Linked DNA regions of Rattus norvegicus: regions 1 and 2 are each linked to region 3. Evidence: chromatin contacts called from public Hi-C data. All regions are on one chromosome and are shown on one strand. Each heading gives the region's core, a stretch centred on a gene start, on an enhancer-like site or on the middle of the called end of the contact. The rest is flanking DNA. Distances are from core to core; before and after follow the strand shown. Region 1 overlaps LOC120097393 (a long non-coding RNA gene). Region 2 overlaps LOC134482310. Region 3 overlaps LOC134482310.

The links. A called contact is a pair of places that touch in the nucleus more often than the background predicts.
Region 1: a Hi-C map of Schwann cells shows a contact between it and region 3, with 3 times the contacts expected there. The contact joins two enhancer-like sites. A contact is called at or near these places in 3 of 12 Hi-C or Micro-C datasets (Schwann cells, kidney and mammary epithelial cells).
Region 2: a Hi-C map of liver shows a contact between it and region 3, with 2.1 times the contacts expected there. The contact joins two enhancer-like sites. A contact is called at or near these places in 4 of 12 Hi-C or Micro-C datasets (Schwann cells, frontal cortex, liver and 1 more).

What each region holds. Positions count from the first base shown.
Region 1 is chr16:688,368-691,067 of GRCr8, forward strand. The region is part of intron 1 of LOC120097393 (a long non-coding RNA gene); the gene reads right to left. It overlaps LOC134482311 (a long non-coding RNA gene), which reads left to right. Exons shown (of 2, transcript XR_010058344.1): 2 at 1,872-2,649. Among named protein-coding and RNA genes, the nearest start is that of Zmiz1, 340 kb to the right of the region's middle. Within about 2 kb of position 1,379, at least 5 of the 93 cell types and tissues checked have an H3K27ac peak or open chromatin away from gene starts, as enhancers often do. A contact at or near this core is called in Schwann cells, where this site is marked.
Region 2 is chr16:340,116-342,815 of GRCr8, forward strand. All of the region lies in intron 3 of LOC134482310, which reads left to right. Among named protein-coding and RNA genes, the nearest start is that of Rps24, 240 kb to the left of the region's middle. Within about 2 kb of position 1,401, at least 44 of the 93 cell types and tissues checked have an H3K27ac peak or open chromatin away from gene starts, as enhancers often do. A contact at or near this core is called in Schwann cells and liver, where this site is marked.
Region 3 is chr16:473,137-475,836 of GRCr8, forward strand. All of the region lies in intron 5 of LOC134482310, which reads left to right. Among named protein-coding and RNA genes, the nearest start is that of Rps24, 380 kb to the left of the region's middle. Within about 2 kb of position 1,430, at least 31 of the 93 cell types and tissues checked have an H3K27ac peak or open chromatin away from gene starts, as enhancers often do. A contact at or near this core is called in Schwann cells and liver, where this site is marked.

The DNA.
Region 1 (2,700 bases), core at 129-2,628, 220 kb after region 3:
ATGTGCACAGGCATGCACAGACACCCACACATACGCGCACACACACACACACACACACACACACATACACACATACACACACACACACTCATAAACATGAAGTGCTCTAATTCTGAAGCCTGGGTTCTTCTAAAGGATAATAAACCTCAGAGCATTTGTTCTTAATGAAATTAACACCAGGTTATACAATCAAAGTGCTTGCTGGGAGGTTGGTGCACCAGCAGGCTAGAATAGAATGTTTCTCCTGGCCTTAAGTTCAGTATGTTTCCTTAGAACTGAGACTAACACCCAACACTATAGGAAATGTCACGAATATTTGCATAGCCTACAAAGAATATTTGCATATAATTAGTTGTATAAAACAGAATGCATGTTTCTTGGGGTGGGACAAGACAACACTCCTATGTGACCCTGGTGTGCCAGGTGTTTGTCAGATAGTGCTGAGTCCTTAGCACCACAGATGCTTGGCACTTGTTGAAGGAATCTTGAACCTGAGGGCCAGAGCCGGAACTGGCTGACAGTCATACATAGGGACATCATTATTCCTGGTGCCACTGCTTTTCTCTCCTACGGCATCACAGTTTCTGGTGGAAGAGTCATGTGTGCAGTGACACCTGCAAGGTTGCTAGAATTTAGTCAGTCTTCTGTTACATGGAAGGTTTGGACAAAATGACCTCTATGATCCATTTCAACTTTGAACGGTCAAACTTAAAGCACTTATTGAAGTAGCAGTTACCCAAAACAAACTCTGAAATACAGTCTGCCCAGGATACCCAGGAAAAGCATGCTTGGATCAAATGCATTTGGAAAATATCCCTAATTGTGCTTCCAGTTAGAAACTTAACAATGCATGTTACAAACATCAAACTCTCTGGTAAGGCATACAATAGAAGCCCAAGTAATTATTTAATCTCTTTCCCAGACTTGCTGAATTGTCAACCCCTCTATTTCTCCCCACACAACACATAGAGGCATTTGTTGAGGTTACTAAAGTAACAGAATTGGCTCTAGTTTGTGGGTTCTCACCAGGCGGAGCACCAGCAGGCCTCATGAAGAATCAGGGGTCAGAAGTGGGAGCTGGAGAGGGAGCCTGATTAAGATTGATACTCACACCCAGCTTCTCCCAGAGCTCTTAGAGCTCACACGTGGTTCACTCGTGAAAAGCAAGAGGCTGGGCTCCCAGGCAAGCCCCTTCTAGAATCTCGATACTGGAGTATCTCAGTGCTTTCTTTGTGTTTGGATACAAGCCCACTTATGGAAGAACACAAAGCACAGGAGCTTTTCTGATGTAATCTTCCTTCTCCCTCCCTCCCTCCCTCACCCCCGAAAGCTGGCCAACACACTTCCCCCAAAACTGGTGAGTCACTGTTCCTGCACTTAGTTCATGCTGTTCCTCAGCTCCATCAAGTCGGTCCATTCCATGTCTGTATAGGGACCCCCTTACTCCTTCGTAGCTCCTTCCTCTGCATCACAGAGATTGTCACTTGCTCAAATTCAGCCTCCCAGATCTGGTTCTGTTGGCCATGTTGACTAATCTGCCAGTAGCTGTCATGTGCCTTTGGGTTTTTGAAATGCCTGAGCCTCCTACTGGACCACAAAAGTTCTCAAGGAAAGGGATCACACTGTGTGACTGACTAGCACCTGTCCAGTCTGGTGCTGAAGAACGTTTTGTTGAGTAAGTAAAAGAAAACATTGCTATGTGAAGTAACCTTGTGTGCCTGGGCCCTCACTGAAGTCCAGCTCCTTTGCTAGAAACTGTAATATATCTCTTCATTTAAATTTGATCTTCCTCCCATAGCCTGACATCAGCTCCCCACTGACTCCAAGCCACTAGATAAGGCCCACCTAACCTTCTCTTTCCGCTCCCACAGGCTCAGTCATGTTTCCTGCCAAAGAGAAGACCAAAAGAGGGAGATTTTGTAACCAACAAATAATTGACCTTTTGATATCAAAGGTGATTTGCTCATGAAGAAAATAGCAGTGCTAATTTCAAAATGGTAACTACCTGGTTGGAATTTGTATCTTAGTAAAGCTTCAAACCAATGCATGGATGACTTTTGAAAAGTGCAAACGGACTCTAAAATTCTATGAAGAGAATGTTCGTAACATTGCTCACTTGTATTCTCACTTCCTCCCATTTCACAGATGAAGAAACTGAGATCCGCAATGACTGTAAAGTTTGGAAGTAGAGGTGCCAAGATGTAAGCTCCGTCCTTGGTCTTTTGTTTGCCTTACTGAGCCCTAAGTTCAGGTCATCAGCTCAGGCTGCATGACTCCCCTGCAAGATCATGAGCTACTTAAAAGCAAGGACCACGACTTCTCTTTGGCAAGGCCAGTTTCTGGCCCAGTGCAATGGCACATAATAGCCCTAAATAAACATTTAAAGAGTAACTGGACGAATGAGAGAAATATCAAAAGCTGGGCATAGCAGTCAGCTCAGTATGGATCCCATGTGTGAGATGGAGTCGGAGGGTCCTGAAGGTCTCAGGAGTCACAAGTTCAAGGGTAGCCTGGGCTAGGAAGTGAGCTCTAGGTCAGCCTGGGCAACTTATTAAAACTTTCAAAATTAATAACGAAAAAGTTGTAAGAATATAGCTCAGTGCTAGAGTCCTTACCTAGCAGGTACTAGACCTTGGGAGCAATCGGAAAGAGGGAAGGAAGGAAAGAAGAGAGGGAAGGGGGGAGGGAGAAGTAAAGGGA
Region 2 (2,700 bases), core at 151-2,650, 130 kb before region 3:
CAGAGGAGCTTAGAACCTAAGGTCATCTGCTCTCCTACAACAGCGCTCATATCACAGCAGCTGCAGTGACACCATCCCCTTTGGTTTGTCATGCTTCAGGTGTGATGCTTTGTGCCTTTCTGGGCAAGCCCAACCAGCCACCCTGTGTATGCTGAAATGGGAGACCCAGAGGCTCAGAAAGATGTGTTATTTTACTGAAGGGTGGCACACAGCCAGGCTAGGGAGAAGCTGGGATTCTACCTCATATCTATATGGCACAGGTGACTTGCTTGTCTCTGGCTATAACGCAGTCTTCTCTTGCTTGAGGTTCAGTGTGTGTACTTGAACTTGCATAAAAGCACTGGGGGAGTGCTTTTCATGGTAGAACCCATGCACTTCTAGAGAACTTCAAGAACATTCCAAAGCTGATTCCACCACCCACACCCCCACTCCAGGCTTGGTTATGAGTTGCCCTGGGACAAACTGGGACTTGAACCTGGGAGAATTTGACTGTCTGTCATCCCTGAGCCTAGCGGGCAGCCATGCCAAGCTTCTTCTCTGAATGCTGCAAATATGGGCAGGTGAGCTATGCCTAAGAACATGGGAATGGGGAGCCTGTCTGTAGCTTGCTTTTGTATGGTCCCTGAGCTAAGAATGTTTGCATTAGGTTTATAAAAACAAAAACCCAAACTTTAGTTAAGGTGCACGCTTGGCTGGTAGAGCTTAACATGTTTACTTCCTGGTCTCCTTGATTCCTATAGAGATTTGGAGGGAGGAGCCTGGGACTATATCCTCATCCCACAAGCCAGGAGTCTCAGCATCTCACTCCAGTGCTGACCTGGGCATATTTAAAAGGACCACCAAAGGTCTCTCACTCTGTCAGCCACCATACAAGGGTGCAGGACTCCCTTTTATTTAATCTTTTAATTTTGGGTCTGTGCAGGAGTGGGACGGGGGAAGATCTGTGCCTAGCGGAGAGAAAATGCAGCAATCTCATGTTTGGATTTCTAGGGTCAGGGGAGGATTTTTTTCTTTCTGAATGGAGTCAAGTGTACCACAGTGGAGATAAACTTTATCTTACAGCGTCGGAGATCAGAGCTCTAGGTATCAGGCACTTTCCACAGAGTGGTAAAATAGGTGTTCCTGCCACACCACACACAGCCCAATCTGTAGTCCAGACAGTCCTGTACATTGAGAGACAGGCTCTGAAATTGGAGGAGGGGCAAGGAGGCAAGCAGGAAACGCAGGAGGTGCAGCCAGCATCGTGTACTGAAAAGTCAGGCACTCTGCAGATAACGAGAGGGGATGTGGAGCAGGTGGTGCTGGGGCCAGGCAAGGGAATGGCTCTGGGGTTGGGTAGCCTGAGTGTAGGCCTAGGGCAGTAGGTGTCAGCAGAGGCGAGGCTTTGGGGTTGGTCGGGCCCGCCCCTCCACCGCGCGGCCATTGTCTGAGCCAGCCGCCGCCTTGGCAGCAGAAGGTGACATCTGGTGACTAATGGCCGCGGCTGCGCGCCGCCCTCCTCCCTCCCGCAGCGTCCAGGGTGCAGCTGCCACACTGCCATCTCTCCTCTGTTCCCTCCCATTTCCTCCCTACTGCTCCTCTTGCGGGGCTGGGGACGAGGGGGACAACCCGGGTCTGGAAGCAGGACCGACACCGGGTTTGTTTTTTTTTTTTTCCAGCTCACCAGGCCCTCCCAGCGGGTGCCCTGTGTCTCCTGCCTCCTTAGTGCGCAGGCGTCTTCTCTTTCTTGCTGCTGCAGCCACTACCGTGCGCCCTTCTGGACAGTGCCACCCCTCAGGGACATCTCAGGAAGCAGCCTTGCCCTATTACGGAGGGTGCAGCACCTCTTACGGCGGGTGCAGCCCAGTGGGCATAGGAGTCCACATGTCTAGACACCAACACACAGCTGTAGGGCCACTCAGATACCTGTGGGTCTTTTCAGTTTTTGCGCTCATGCACATGGAAGGAATGGTGCTGGTTGACAAACTTGGGGACAATCTACCTCTGTGTGTAGGCACAGATGTCATTTGGAGACTCCCATAGCCCTAGACTGACTCCTTGCTCAAAATAGGAGCTCTTGGGCATGTAACTACGCACACAACACAGAAGGGCATTGTCCTTGTCAAAGCTCCAGGGCAATGACAATAGCATAATTCAGATCCTAATCAGTATCTAAGCTAGGCTACCCATCCCCATGTTCACACTGCTGCAAAATTAGATGCACTTCAAAAACTGCATTTAAGTGACCGAGAGGGTGGCTCAGTGGATGAAATGCTAATTATTCAAGCATGAACGCTCAAGTTTGGGTCTCCCCATGGGCTTGTAATTCCTAGAAAGGGAGAAGAAGAATCCACAGGATTCACTGGCAGGCTAGTCTAGAGGAATATGGGAGCTTCAGGTTCAGTGAAAAGAGATTGAGGAATATACTTCACATGCTCAAACGCACATGCGCGCACGCGCAGGTGCACACACACACACACACACACACACCAGGAAAGAAGAGGAGAAGGGGGGACAGGGAGGAACAGTGAGTGGGAAGGGGTAGGAGGAAGAACATTTTAAAACTTGGCTAGATGTCTCCCTTCTCTTATAAAATCAGAAGCCCTACCAATGTCAGGCATCTTCCCAGCTGGGTTTGAAGTTCTCCTGGCTTCTTCAGCTGTTCACCTCCCCATTCTGGTAATCCACATCTCCTCCCCTGTAGATACTTGGACTGTCAGT
Region 3 (2,700 bases), core at 180-2,679:
TTTGGTGTTTGGAATGTTCTTGAGCCAGGCTAGTGTAGGGATGAGGAAGGTCAAGGTCCCTGTCCCAGTTAGGTCAGACTAGCTCTTGTTTATTCTCTCTATCTAGGAAAACCAGTTAAGCTACTGACTGGCAGGCAGCCCTGTATTTTACCACAGGCGAGGTCTTCTCTGTGAATGTGCTAGAATCCCCAGAGAGTTGTGGGCCAGTGGAGGGGGTCAGGACAGGCATGGAGAGACATAACCCACAAAATCAGCCGTTTACTCTCCCTCTTGGCTTTGCCTGGTGTGACCCAGGAAAGAGTGGCCTGCCCAATGTGTCTGCAAGGCTGTCAGGCAGCCACACACAGCACGCTTCTTAAACTCTGGGCCCCTGGCAAGGAAGCAGAAGGTAGGCAAGAGCAAAGTACAACCTCGGAGGTAGCCTGTGTTTATTTGCTCAGCTGTGATCAAAGGCCAATGCTGGCCACCCACAATAGGCTCGCAACTTCACCTGAGACTGCATTTTTAACTTCCTGGGTTACTTAATCCAGCTCTTGGAATGCCTGGGGGCATGGATTGGTGAGGATCCAGCAGTAGGTCTCCCTTAGGCACAGTGGACACATGCCTGTGGCCTAATACTATTGGCACCCACCAAAAAAAAACAATGGTTTCATTTCTCTTAAAATTAAAAGAAGAAAATTAATTTTTATTTTAGTAGAGCATGTTATTCATCTCTGCCCTAATACATTTATAAAATAATATTACTGTAGTATAGCAGCTCCATGTCTGTAGAGGAAGGTTTGTGGTTTTGAAAAATGTCACTGAAGTCAGGAAAAAGGCACGAGGTATCCTGAGGCTGTGACAGGGAACTTCGAGGTTTTATCAGCTTGGACAGTGCCACCAAACAGGGTGTGTGGGTGGGGGTTGTTAAACAATGCAAACCTGTTCAATCGGTTCACCACCCTTGAGGAGCCTGATAGGGTGTCGGTAGGGTTGGTTTCTTCTAAGACCTTTGCCCTTCCTTATGTGTAGCAGTCTCCTCTCTCTCTCTCTCTCTCTCTCTCTCTCTCTCTCTCTCTCTCTCTCTTTCTCTGTATGTATGTATGTGTCTGTCTATGTATTTCTTCATGAAAACACCAGTCATACTGAATTTAGAGCTACCCTAATGACTTCATTTTTAACAGAATCATCTCTTTAGAGACCCAGCCCCATTCTGGGGTCCTGGAGTTTAGAACTTCAAATTTTCAATGCAGGAATTTGAACTCAGTTCTAAATGAAGTATGTTCACTCCATATTCTTCCCCTGAAATTCTCCCCCTCCCTTCCTTGATCCTTCCTTCCCCACTCCCTTCTTCAGCTCTCTGCTATTAGAGGGAACACTCTCCAACTCCCTGTTCACTCTATAGTCCTGTGAGTCAGCTGATGTCACAACTGGCTTTGGACAAGCTAGGGCTGCCAGATGGCGCACAAAAGACCGCTTGTGCTGGGAGTGGACTGAGGTCTCTTCCTTTTGGATGCCAGAGCTTGATCAGACTACACTTGTGGATACTCAGTGTTCTGATTCTAGGAGCCATTAGGTGGTGTTGTGAGCTGGTAGAACCCACAGGGGACAAAGAAAGCCTGGTCTACCTGCTCCCCTCTTCTCTGCCCCATCCCCACTGTGCTCATGTTATAAGGTCTGCCTTGGGGTGTCTTGACAGTGAAGGGGCTACACTCCCCAGATTTGAACAGTAGAGGATGTGGGCAGGTCTCTGGAATGCCAGGGATTCTCAGAGTTTTACCAGGGCTTTGCCAGGAGAAGGAATTTAGAGACACAGGGAGACAGCCTCCAGCCACTGATGTTTCCGTGAGGCTGCAGAGCTGCCTCTGCTCCCTGGGAAGTCCAGTGCCTCTCTTAAGCACAGTGAGCAGATTGGTAGCTTTGGTAAAATTAGCTTGGATTTCTGAAGACAAAAGAGGAGGATGGGGAGGAGGAGGAAGAGGAGGAGGAGAAGGAGGAGGAGGAGGAGGAAGAGGGGAGGAGAAGTAGGAGGGAGAAGATATGTGGAGGGAGGAGGTGCAAGAGAAGAATAGAGGAAGAAGAAAGGGAGAAGGGGAAGGGGAGGAAGGAAGGAGGAGTAGAAGATGTGGTGACATAAAAGTAAGGTTATGTTTGAGCTTCATTCTCTTGTGCCTATCCTTGTGTGATGACCTAACCTTCTGGAGGCTCTCCAATGTGGATGCACAAACCTTACCACAGCTCAGTAGTCTTTCCCTGGTGAATGACCTCAGAGTCAGAGTGCAGGTGGGAGTACGGTTGTGGTTATTCTAGAGCTACAACAGACACTTGTCCTGGGGCAGGAGGGGCGGAACTGTGGAACTGGTCTGGGGTCTGGTGCCCCTACCTGAGAGTAGGTGACCCAGGAGGAAAGGAGCTAGGGATACACTTTAGCACTCTAGCATCTCATTCTCTCTCTCTCTCTCTCTCTCTCTCTCTCTCTCTCTCTCTCTCTCTCTCTCTCTCTCCACCTCTCATGTACAACAAAGTAGCAGAGCTGGAAGCTGGAAGCTGGATTAGCTCTCAGCAGGGATGCTGAACCAGATGAGCCAATGATCTCAATCAATACCTGCCCCTGTGTTCCAGGGGCTGGGATGGGAAAGATGGGAAGTCACAGGTGTCCTGTTATAAGTCAGGCTCATGTCCTCTCTGAAATAATCTTTCTTTCCCCTCATCACGTAAAGA